Linked DNA regions of Sus scrofa: all the other regions are linked to region 4. A link is a contact called in public HiChIP or PLAC-seq data. All regions are on one chromosome and are shown on one strand. The core of a region is the stretch at or near the end of the contact, and the rest is flanking DNA. Distances in the headings are between cores, read along the strand shown. Region 1 overlaps LOC100510918 (a long non-coding RNA gene). Region 2 overlaps LOC100510918 (a long non-coding RNA gene). Region 3 overlaps LOC100510918 (a long non-coding RNA gene). Region 4 overlaps LOC106504622 (a long non-coding RNA gene).

Evidence for each region. HiChIP or PLAC-seq counts read pairs in DNA pulled down with a chosen protein or histone mark.
Region 1: an H3K27ac HiChIP or PLAC-seq map of alveolar macrophages shows a contact between it and region 4. The contact joins two enhancer-like sites. A contact is called at or near these places in 4 of 47 Hi-C or Micro-C datasets (blood, embryonic fibroblasts and liver) and 2 of 2 datasets of contacts at active chromatin or transcription factors (alveolar macrophages and skeletal muscle).
Region 2: a contact with region 4 is called in an H3K27ac HiChIP or PLAC-seq map of alveolar macrophages. The contact joins two enhancer-like sites. A contact is called at or near these places in 2 of 47 Hi-C or Micro-C datasets (alveolar macrophages and liver) and 2 of 2 datasets of contacts at active chromatin or transcription factors (alveolar macrophages and skeletal muscle).
Region 3: an H3K27ac HiChIP or PLAC-seq map of alveolar macrophages shows a contact between it and region 4. The contact joins two enhancer-like sites. A contact is called at or near these places in 2 of 47 Hi-C or Micro-C datasets (embryonic fibroblasts and fetal heart ventricle) and 2 of 2 datasets of contacts at active chromatin or transcription factors (alveolar macrophages and skeletal muscle).

The regions. Positions count from the first base shown.
Region 1 is chr8:29,916,557-29,919,256 of Sscrofa11.1, forward strand. All of the region lies in intron 2 of LOC100510918 (a long non-coding RNA gene), which reads right to left. Among named protein-coding and RNA genes, the nearest start is that of KLF3, 110 kb to the right of the region's middle. Within about 2 kb of position 1,440, at least 16 of the 83 cell types and tissues checked have an H3K27ac peak or open chromatin away from gene starts, as enhancers often do. A contact at or near this core is called in alveolar macrophages and skeletal muscle, where this site is marked.
Region 2 is chr8:29,988,145-29,991,083 of Sscrofa11.1, forward strand. The region is part of intron 2 of LOC100510918 (a long non-coding RNA gene); the gene reads right to left. Among named protein-coding and RNA genes, the nearest start is that of KLF3, 35 kb to the right of the region's middle. Within about 2 kb of position 1,622, at least 11 of the 83 cell types and tissues checked have an H3K27ac peak or open chromatin away from gene starts, as enhancers often do. A contact at or near this core is called in alveolar macrophages, where this site is marked.
Region 3 is chr8:29,938,305-29,941,004 of Sscrofa11.1, forward strand. The region is part of intron 2 of LOC100510918 (a long non-coding RNA gene); the gene reads right to left. Among named protein-coding and RNA genes, the nearest start is that of KLF3, 85 kb to the right of the region's middle. Within about 2 kb of position 1,302, at least 17 of the 83 cell types and tissues checked have an H3K27ac peak or open chromatin away from gene starts, as enhancers often do. A contact at or near this core is called in alveolar macrophages, where this site is marked.
Region 4 is chr8:29,758,833-29,761,676 of Sscrofa11.1, forward strand. It overlaps LOC106504622 (a long non-coding RNA gene), which reads left to right. Exons shown (of 3, transcript XR_002346602.1): 2 at 1-62. Among named protein-coding and RNA genes, the nearest start is that of MIR9840, 210 kb to the left of the region's middle. Within about 2 kb of position 1,354, at least 17 of the 83 cell types and tissues checked have an H3K27ac peak or open chromatin away from gene starts, as enhancers often do. A contact at or near this core is called in alveolar macrophages and skeletal muscle, where this site is marked.

The DNA of each region.
Region 1 (2,700 bases), core at 190-2,689, 160 kb after region 4:
TGGAACTCATGCTTCAGAACAGCCTGATCAGCAGATCGGAAGAGGCGGATCCTTCCTCTTCTACCACCAGTGCTCTGTCAGTGGAAACTGCGCTCCAGGCCTCCGTTTTGATCCTAAGCAATGGTGCCCGTGAACTTGGCAGGTTGGTATCAGTGCTCTCCATGAAGTTTCCTGGACCCTCTTAGCACCCATTGTGCCCGCAAGCAGTTTCGTGTTTACTGGTTTGCTTTCCCTACCAGACTACCCGCTGCTTGCGAGCAAGAAATATGCCTTACTCGTCTTTGTATTCTGGTTTCTCACAAGGTAGGCCATAAATATACTGGTAAACAGAATTAAATAACGCTACATATAGTTACCCTCAGGGTACAGTATGCATTCAGTCATTTGTGGGAGACTTGAAAACTATCAAAATTGGATAATTTTTATTTTATTATTTATTTATTTATTTTGTCTTTTTGCCTTTTCTTGGGCCGCTTCCCATGGCATATGGAGGTTCCCAGGCTAGGGGTCTAATGGGAGCTATAGCTGCTGGCCTACACCAGAGCCACAGCAACGTGGGATCTGAGCTGCGTCTGCAACCTACACCACAGCTCATGGCAATGCCAGATCCTTAACCCACTGAGCAAGGCCAGGGATCGAACCTGTAACCTCTTGGTTCCTAGTTGGATTCGTTAACCACTGTGCCACGACGGGAACTCCAAAAAATTGTATAATTTTTATAAGGAAAAAAACCTTTTGGGTTCTGAGCCACTGGCTTTAAAATATATTTGGATGATCTAATTTTCTTCTAACTTGGGAGCTATTCAGAAATGATCCCAGTGTATGTCTATTTGATTAGCAGCTCCATAGGACGATGTGTGTATGTTTCAACTTTGATCTCCCATATAATAAGTGACTCATTATTCAATGAATGTGTAGATCAAACACATATATATGCACCAACTCGTGCATTTTTTTTTTTTTTGCACCAAAAAGGGTTTCTAAAGGTACAGATTCAGTTCGTTTGCTTTGTTTAAATGTGCAATGAAAGTGTAAACAGGAAAGTGCCCCACAGCGTACATACATCTCAAAGGTGTGTGAGTGTGTAGTTGTTACAAACGCATACAGGTGGAGGATAACATCCCTTATTCAGTAGACGCATTTCTCTGTGTGATGTTTAATAGCAAAATACACAAAGAGGGAAATGGGATGAAACGCTACCTAACGTCCAAGTTTAAAAAGAAGTATGAAACAGTTTAGATAAAATGCTATAACTGTAAAATCAATTCAGGGAGGAAATGTTCAAGAATAAGTGATTTTCAAGAAGTATGATTTTATGATCTGACATCAGAGAAGTAGTTGAACAAATGGAGGAATTGCCCTACCCAGGAGTGTTACTAGCCAGCCAGTGGGAGGGTGTTTGGTGAACCACTTGTAACTAGAGAGCGGGCTGGCCGGAAAAAGAGGGGGCGGAGTTTCTGAGGAACCAGACAGAACTGGGATTTTCTCAGCTGAGTTTGCAGTTTCACTTAGGTTCTGATCAAAGTAACCTCTAACATTTATTAAAAACAGATGTAATTTTTCTAATAGGTCTTTAGTGTCTGGATTTCGAATCCCCCATTTTGTAGCTGACCAGCTTCTCCATCCTTAGGAAGCCCTTCTACTTGTCTTCCTTTGTCCGTGGGATCCACGGGTATCCCCAGACTCTGCTGAATTTCCCCACTTCCCGAAAACTCACCCCATCCCTCTATTCCTATAGCCTCCCGAGGATGAGCATAACAGGCCCCTTGAACACGTGTCCTCCATGAAGGCAAACACAACCATCCCTTTAAGCCAGAAGAGGTCTTAGAGAGCAACTGATGAAAGAGGCCAGGAGACCTGCTGTGTCTTCCATGACATCATAGGGCTGTTTTAGTCGCAGGGCCAGCATTAGAATCTTACTCTCCCAGGTTCTGATGCCACATCTATAGCTTCTCATGTTTAGCCCAGGAGCAGCATGTACAATTGGCTTTCCAAAGAGTGTTTTCCGGAGTTCCTACAGTGGCTCAGTGGGTTAAGACCCCCATGTTTTCTCCATGAAGATTCGGGATCAATCCCTGGCCTCACTCAGTGGATTAAGGATCTGTCATTGCTTCAAGCTTTGGCTAAGTCACAGATGTGGCTTGGATTCCTTGTTGCTGTGGCCGTGGTGTAGGCTTCCAGGCACAGCTCTGATTCGACCCCTAGCCTGGGAACTTCCATATGCCACAGGTGAGCTGTAAAACGAAAAAGAAAAAAAAAAAAAAAAAAAAAAGGAGTGTTTTACAAAATTCCATGTATTTTTTATCGAATGCTAGACCTAAATGTTACTTTTAATTCCACCTGGTGTATTTATTTCTCTTGTGGAAATAATTTTAATTCCTCCTTAACTAATCTGTATCCAGGCATGTATATGATTTTTATGTAGGTATAATCAGTGTGTGTGCTTCTCATTCTACTTTTGTTTCATTTGAACAATCATCTGCAAACACTTTTTCCAACATTCTGGACCATCACTGTCCAATAGAACTTCCTGTGATAATGACAATATTCAATACTTTAATGGTACTTTAACAGTAGCCACTGGCCCTACGTGGCTCTTAAGCACTTAGAGTGGAGCTAGTGTAACTGCAGAACTCAATTTTTGTCTTATTTTATTTTAATTCATTTAAATGCAAATTTAGACACCCGCTTGTGGCTAAG
Region 2 (2,939 bases), core at 372-2,871, 230 kb after region 4:
AGGTGTGCCCCTTCCTACCTCACCACCCCCCAGAAGAAGCCAAGATATTCCCTGGTCTTTGAAGCTAGTGTAGCAGTGAAAACAAGACATGTAAAATCACAGCGAAGGCAGCCCCCAAACCAGCACCTGCATCCTAAAACCACTTCTACAGACAGCAGTGACATGCAGCCCAATTCAGCAGATAATGGCAAAGCCCTTCTCTTTCAGTCTGTGGTAGCTGGAATGAGGAGGGAGAGGACAAGTCAGAGCTTGAAAGCTTGCTTTTAGGTTTGTTATCAAGAACAACAAGTGACTGCCATATTTCGAATGTATTTAAAAGTCCTGAATCACATAACTAGTCTGCCTTGCATGGTCCTTGAAAATGCAAAAATAGAAATGAAAGAAATTATCTAAGAGCAGCAAAGCAGGGAAACAGAGATTAGCATGAGATTAGGAGTTCGGGCTGCGTTTCATTATTACCGATGCTTATAAACACTTGCTGTCTGACAGTAGTTGACAAGCCCTGCTAAGGACAGAGTAATAAACATGGTCCCAAACTCTCTCCTAGAGAGAGAAATAATAACAGAGCAAGAGAAGAAAGAGTGTGGAGTTCCTGTTGTGATGCAGTGGTTAACGAATCCGACTAGGAGCCATGAGGTTGTGGGTTCGATCCCTGGCCTTGCTCAGTGGGTTCAGGATCCAGCGTTGCCGTGAGCTGTGGTGTAGGTCACAGATGTGGCTCGGATCCCGCATTGCTGTGTCTCTGGCGTAGGCCGGTGGCTGCAGCTCCGATTAGACCCCTAGCCTGGGAGCCTCCATATGCTGCAGGAACGGCCCCAAAAAAGGTAAAAAGACAAAAAAAAAAAAAAAAAAAGAGAGAGAGAAAGAGAAGAAAGAGTGTAACTGTTTCATAGGCGTTCTTATTTTCTAAAGAAGGCAGTTTAGGTGACCCTAATTCCTTTAACATTCATTTTTGTCACTACATTATATCGTTAAGTTACAGCCAAAACACAAACTGCTTTTTTTACTAGGTCACATGTGACAAGAAAGGACACTCTGGGTGGGTCAATGACCAGGGCTTGCCTGAATTAGCTTTAATTGATTCACTTAACATCTCCAAGCTCCCCTAGGCTATTTTGTAAATAAGTATGGTTAAATACAAGGTGCCACATAACTACTCAGTGTAAATACACAACACAGGTGTGCGCACACAGACACACATGTTGAATATATCATGACCATTTGCTTCATCCTTAAGCATGCTGATCAGCTGAAAAACAATCGTTGACTGGGCTCTTACAAGTATAAATCCTGAGACCTCTCAGGGCTCACGTACTGTTTGCTCAATCTGTAAACACGTAATTATTGAACTTGCCTCCTAAAGGAACACCACACCCTGGATATGATGCAAAACCCTGCATTACAAGATAAGCTCTGTCTCAAGTTTCTGCTCGTTGTAGAGCCTGAAGTATTTGCTCACATGCTCAGGGACTGAAGCAGAAGTAAACAGTCAGGCCAGTACTATAGGGACACCTGTGTTACAAAATCGATGGGCTTCTATTGTGAAAGCAATGAATGAAGTTCAGCAGCACTCCTGCCAGAATGTCACACCAGAATGTCACACCACGCATCATGTTGGACTTCGACCTTATCGCTTGCCTCCCTATCCTGCCCAGGGCAGTCCAGCCTCCTGGGGTATCAGATGCAAGCTCCAGGTCTGGGCAGCCACACCTCAGTCCCTTCATGTTTTCGGTCTGTGGCCTCACGCAGCTCAGCCAAGCCTGTGCTCAGCTCTCCAGTGGGGGCTCTACACGGTGCATTGAGCCTGCCTGGACTAATGACTCTTTTTACCTTTAAAACGCTACAAGATCACTTCCTTTGTGAATCTTTCTCTAATTAGACAGAAGATAATGTTCTGGACAAGAGGCCCCAACACAACCTTGCACGGAAGTTAGGTTTTTTTTTGGTTTTTTGCCTTTTCTAGGGCCGAACCCATGGCATATGGAGGTTCCCAGGCTAGGGGTCCAATCGGAGCTGTAGCCACCTGCCACAGCCACAGCAATGCCAGATCCAAGCCGCATCTGCGACCGACACCACAGCTCATGGCAATGCCGGATCCTTAACCCACTGAGTGAGGACAGGGATCAAACCCACAACCTCAGGGTTCCTAGTCAGATTCGTTAACCACTGGGCCATGACGGGAACTCCAGGTATGATTTGTGATATCCTTCTGTTCCCACTGAGATACGACATTGCTGAGTGATTAAGAGCAAGAACCTGGGTGCCAGAGGGCTGGGGTTGAATCCTGGATCCACCCCCACCCCCACCCCCGCTGACTGTGCCTTAGTTTCCCTCCCTGTAATTCACAGGTAGATATCTAGATGGAGAGGTGGCCAAAGAGCTTAGACTAGAACCTGGCCTGCAGTAAGTGCTACTGCCTAAGGGCAAGCTTAATAAATGTGATCACAAATGACAGCTCCTATCTGCCCTGGTGTTCAGGGGATAGCAGGGAGGGACAGGCTGCCTCTGGGGTGGCCTGTTGAGGACATGCCTGAAACAGCTGTAGCTGCATTGCCAGCTGTGGAGGGACCTGGCCTGGTGTGACCAGCTGTTCACAATGTCAAAGTAAAATTCATATCTCTGGGCTTTAAATTATTGGTTTACATTTTTAAAATTTGTGTTTGAGCCAAAGAAAGCATGTCCAAAGGCTGATTTAGCCCTAAAGCCACCATTTTGTGACCTCTGACATTTACAGCTCTCATGGTGTGTGTCTCTGTGTGTGTGTGTGTGTGTGTGTGTGCACGCGCATGGGTTTTCATTTCTCCGTGTTTGTCCTCTGTACTTCTTCCACAATTAAATATTCTGGGATAGTAGAAAGCACACAGAAGGTCCTCAGTTAAGATCTGCTGACGAGTGGAGGTTTGTAAACAAACAGACACCAGCAGAACTTTTCTGAAAGA
Region 3 (2,700 bases), core at 52-2,551, 180 kb after region 4:
AAATAAATAAATAAAAATAAAGACACAAGCCAGAAGTGGGAGGCTGGATCATTCTCCTCCAAACCCCACAGCTGCTATGGCACATGGAAGGAATGGAATGGAGGCTGCAGAGTGAACCTCAGTGTCTGCCACGAGCCAGGACTTGAATTCATGACTTAGGACTCTAAATCCTATGGCGTTTCGTTTGTTTGTTTTTCTCTATCTCTTACGTGTCATTATTCTTCACTGCTGGAGCTGATCGTTCTAACTAAAATTGTTATTTTTGAGTGTGAATGTGCCTAAAAAAGCCGTTCTGTGCCCGGAAGTCCTTTCCAACCAGTGAGCACCAAGGCTGGATGTGCCTTTGGGTGTGTAGCCATGAGCTTTCGCTTCTTCGATTATGTCTCCAACTCACGTCCCTCTCAGTTTTGTTATATGATTTTAATTTTTTCCATTATAGTTGATTTAAATATTCTGTCAATTTGTGCTGTACAGCAAAGGGACCTGGTCATACATATATACACATATTATTTTTCTCACATTATCCTCTATCATGTTCCATCACTAGTGAGGAGATAGAGTTCCCTGTGCTGTAGGGAACTATATAAACAGGATCTCATCGCTTACCCACTCCTAATGCAATAGGCTCTAAATTTGTTTGCTCCATTCATTTTTGTTTCCAATACATTTTTGTTTCTTTGTGTCAGGGCCCAACCAGGAAGACAGAAACCACGCTGAATATTTGAAACAGAGGAAGTTTAATGCACTGAGATGAAAGAAACTTAAAAGCTAAACAAGGGATGGTGAGGCAATCTAGAGACTAGCCACGGCAGGATGTTGCTGCCACTCCCAGGCTGGAGGGACAAAGGGAGGAGGTGATGCTACCCAAGCCCTGGGCCTGGGATTACCCAGAGGAAGTGGGAACTATGGCAGGTTTCCTGTGAGAGCTGGAGACAAGGAAGAGAGGCCGCAGCTGCCAGAGGTACCATGCCAGTACCAAGGGAGGGAGAAACACTCAGACTTCTCCCTCCCTCCTGTTCTCCAAACGGCCACCAGAGCATCCGGGGGTCAAACCCAGTTCAGAGCCCTGCTGACAGGGAGCCTGAGAACGTCAGCCTGGAGGGGTCAAGGCCCTCTAAATACACGGCCAGGGAAGGAAGTGGGGAGGAATGGATCAAGCTAGCACATTTGCATGACAACATCAGGCACGTTCACGGCGGAAATTTTAGAAAATACAGATCTGCAGAGAGGCAAAGGTACAAACCATGATCTTACTAGGGAACTGCTGAGCGCTCCCTATTTCTCATTAGTCACTGGGGGATCCGTGTTCTGCTCCTTTGCCCGTCAACAGGCCAAGCACTCTGGCCGTTTGACATTTCGTAATGTACACCCTGAGAAATTCAGTTTCTCCTCTCTATCAAGTCAAATGTGAAAAAAACAGATGTTACAACTGTGGTTAAGAAAACCTTTATTTCCTAAGAAACTGACTGACTTCTTTTCCCAGATAATGTGAGTTCTATGATTTATCAGATTTCCTCTTTTTGCCCAGGCTACCAGGAAACTCCAAGTCACATGCTCAAGACCAGTAACTTTAAGCCTTTATAGTGGCATGTTCTCCTTCCCTCTTCTTCATGTTCTGAAGTATATTGTGTCACATCAGCTCTGTGATGTATGTGGACGCATGAAGAAGACAGGGGCAGACACAGGCGCCTAAGGCAGAGGCCCTGGAGTTATTCCCCAGAGAGTTGCTGGGAGATGGCTTAGCCTGTCCAACTTTGTCCTCTCTGAGCCAGCTGGCCAGCACTGGGGAGTTGTCTGCCACCGTGGAACAGATTCTACACCCTCCTCAACAGCAGATGGCCACTCTGCACTAATCCATGCCCTGCATCACTGCTGAGTGAGACACCACCGTCACTGCACAGCTCACTAGCATCTTTGCTCCAGCTCAGTAGGCCAGGGATTACACATGTGTGTGCTCACATAGACGCCTGCTCCATCATGTTTCAGCTAAGCGGCCCTATTAGCCTCTTCACAATGGGAAGGGGTGGAGTGAGGGGTCACCCGGGGGATTATGGTTAGATGTTTAATTAGATTGGGCATTTTAATTAGGTTGAGCACGGCTTTTTCCAGGAGGTGAAAGCATTGCCTCCTCAAGCGAGCCCCTCTCTGGCCTGTTTTAACTTCTTTGATTCCTAAGTTAGTTCCCTCTTGAAATGCTTCTCTTACAATTTTGTTTATCTGAGGCTGATAGTCTGGGCATGGTGCCCACTTTAATATGATTTTTATTGTGGCTACACATCCCCAGTGCTATCGAGAGGGTTATTATCGTGTTGTCTGAGACACCTTAACCATGGCGATTACCAGGCTGGGTGCACACCCATGCACCCCACCCCGCCCCGCCCTCCCCAGCGCTTTCTGCTTCCAATTTCAGAAACGAAGCTGACACTCGCTCCCATTCCACGGACACGATGAGCGTTTGGAACTCACCAGCGTAGCAAAGTAGATATTTGGCAATTATCGAGATCGTTGCATTGTGATAGGCAAATAGTTGATATTATTATTAAAACTGAGGTCCTGGAGTCTCTCTGTGGGTCTAAAGCACATGGAAAAACCCCCAATTGCTTGTAATTGGTTCTGAGTTCGAGAAACACATAGGCTTGCTTTCACAGCACATTTGCTTTCCTAGTTACATTTTACATAACCTAACGTGGTCACATTAGT
Region 4 (2,844 bases), core at 104-2,603:
ACTCACTGTGAACACGTTTAAAAGATATAATCAGGGGAGCCAAGATGGAAATGGGCAAAATGGTAAGTTAATGGCAATCACGTTTTTTGAATTTTCATATTTCTTAGGGTTTCTCCTGAAATAGAGTGATAGCTATGAATCTCCGATGTAAAATGGTACCTGCGTGTTGACTTGGTATATTACAAGGAACTTGAGTGATCTTCTGAAATAGTTCTCATTTCTCATGGCCCAGCAAGAGTTTTACTTTACATTTGCCAACACTCTAGTGGAAATATTCAGTTGTGCATTCACCCCACATGGAGTTCCCTCTATGGGCTGGGCTTAGGACACCAAGGTGAGGACCCACCCTTGAGGAACTCAATCTGGGAAGCAAGACCTTACGTCCTGTTGGATGTGGGTTTTCATCTGGAAGTGACAAGAAGAGTGTTCTGAGAGCACGGAGGAAGAAAGACTTAATTCCATCTGGACGAGTTGGTACTTGCAGGAGTTAAGAGCCCAGGTGCTGGGTACAGGCTGCTACGATTGAATCCTGGCTTCATCGTTTTCTAGCTGTGTGACGGGGGCAAGTTTCTAAACCTACCCAAGCCCTGGTTTCAACATCTCTGTAAGGTGGGAAGAATAATGAGACCCACATCATGGATATTTTTTTTTCCCCTGTGGTTGTCAATGGGATGTACCAGCGCAAGCACTCGGTGTGTGTTGCTGAGGATCGCGGGGATGGCGGTGGGGGAGGTGGAGTGAAGATGAGGGCGAGGGGATGGAGAAGGCATCACAGATTCTACAGGGTCAGGAGTTCAGTGGGCAAAGGAGGAAAATGTGGAAGACGGAAGGACATTCCAGCTGGGGCCCTGTGTTGTGTTTTATAACAAGCCCCTGGGTGATTCTGATGCACAGTGATGGTCAAGGTCCACTGAGGCTTTTACGCAAGCGAACAACAAGCTTGGATTTTCATTTTTGGAGAGAACACATCAGTGGCTGTCGGAAGGATGGTGATGAGTCTTGAGCTCAGGGCATCGTGGGGGGAATATGCAGACAGGGAATGATGTCTGTAACAGCAGGGACACGAAGGGAGTGGGTGCCTGGAAGACATTAAAGCCTGGAGGGGACCAGATTGAAGGGTGGGGAAGAGGAGGAGGCAGGCCGAGTCCGGGGGATAGTGGACACAGGGCTTTAATGCCAGTGACTAAATGGTGCCTCTGCCGTCTTGCTGAGACCGCTCATTTGTCCCTCCCTCTGCCTCCTTCATCACTGCCAAAGTGACTGACAGCACAGATTGGCATCCTTGCAGGAGGTCTGGTTCTCCTCTGGAATGCACTGCTCTCTCCAGCCACAGCCGTCACCTCCCCCGTCGCCCCCCACGGTCCAGGGACTCATTCCACCAGCCGCGGTTACTGCCACATAGGCTGATGAGTCACTCTCCCAGAACAGCTGGTGGCCAACATACTTCTCTTGTCCACGGTTGGGGAGCACTTCCAGGCCCTGCCCCGAACCCTCCCCCACACCAAACCCTTTGGTGTGAGCTCCCTTGGCCAAGCCAGCCACCCACATCTCTGGGATGGGAGGGTCTCTGGTCCAAAATTATACTCCAATTACTGCCCTGTCTATATTTTAAGCGAGATGATTAACTCATTAGTGCTTTATTATTGCCACATCTAAGGTAGAGCGACTGTAGGAGTGAAGACAGTAGTGCTGCCGTTTTGGTAGAAATGCGGATTCCTGAGTCCTGCCATAGACCTCCTGAACCACTGGGGGGTCGGGGGGTGAGGTTAGAAACCAGGGAATTTATATTTTTAATGAGCAGCCCTGATGAGTCTTCAATTACCTAAAAAGCGATAGTGGTGGCCCTGGAATTTCTTTTGTACTATTTCCTACCCACTCTGCAGCTGGAATGACCTTACACTCTTGGGGGCCCTTCTAGCTTGCTTGGAGAAAGCTAGGGCCTCCTGTCCAGGGGGACACCCATCGCAAAGCTACCAGCTCAGCCCTATTGTTGCCCTGTTCCTTTTCTTGATCCATTAGAGGCAGCCTGCAAATTATGCACATGCACAGGCAGCAAGTCCAACATATCTGCTTAAAAAAACCAGGCATTCTCATATTTGAAATAACAGTGTTGGCTTACATTGCAATAGTCCTCTTTCAGAAGATAAATTTGCTGTACTCCCAGATTTCAAAGAGTCGTGTGGACTTATCACCCATAAGATGTTTATAAAATTATTTTCCTTGGTCGGAGTAATGAATTGCTCCTAAATGAAGTCCCCTCTCACCTTTCCCTCCAACCCCTTTCCCCCATGACTCATCAAGGCCAAGTTCAGCCAAGCGATCTGTGCCACCAGACCTCAGCTGGATACCATCCATGCACAGCTAACTGAGCCCCTGATGACATCACAGGAAGGCACCATGGTCAACGTGCTTTGAAAGAGGAGTGACAGGCATGTAGGTTCAAAAAGGATTCCAAAAAAGAAATTCGTTAGAGGGCTCTGGGTAATTGGTTTGGTTTCCTAGTTGAGCAAGTTTCCCAGAGGTGAGTGTTCACTGGGTTGAGAGCTGAGGGGATAGAAGGAGGAAAAGGCATGAGCCACACCCTTGCAGAGCCTAAGGTAAGGCTGGCAAGACGAGACATGCACTCCAAAATTCAACCCCAATACAAGGCAGTAAATGTTAACGAGTGATTGGACCTCAAATGCTGGCGCCTTTCAGAGGAGCGGGCGAGAGATCGCCTAGGGCTGGAAGTCAAGGAGGGCTGAAGGCTGCCCTGACATTTGTGGAAGGTGAGGAGAGACGGAAGGCAGTGGTGGAGCTCTGGGTAGAGATGGAGTGAGCACGAGGCACAGTGTGGGGAGAGGA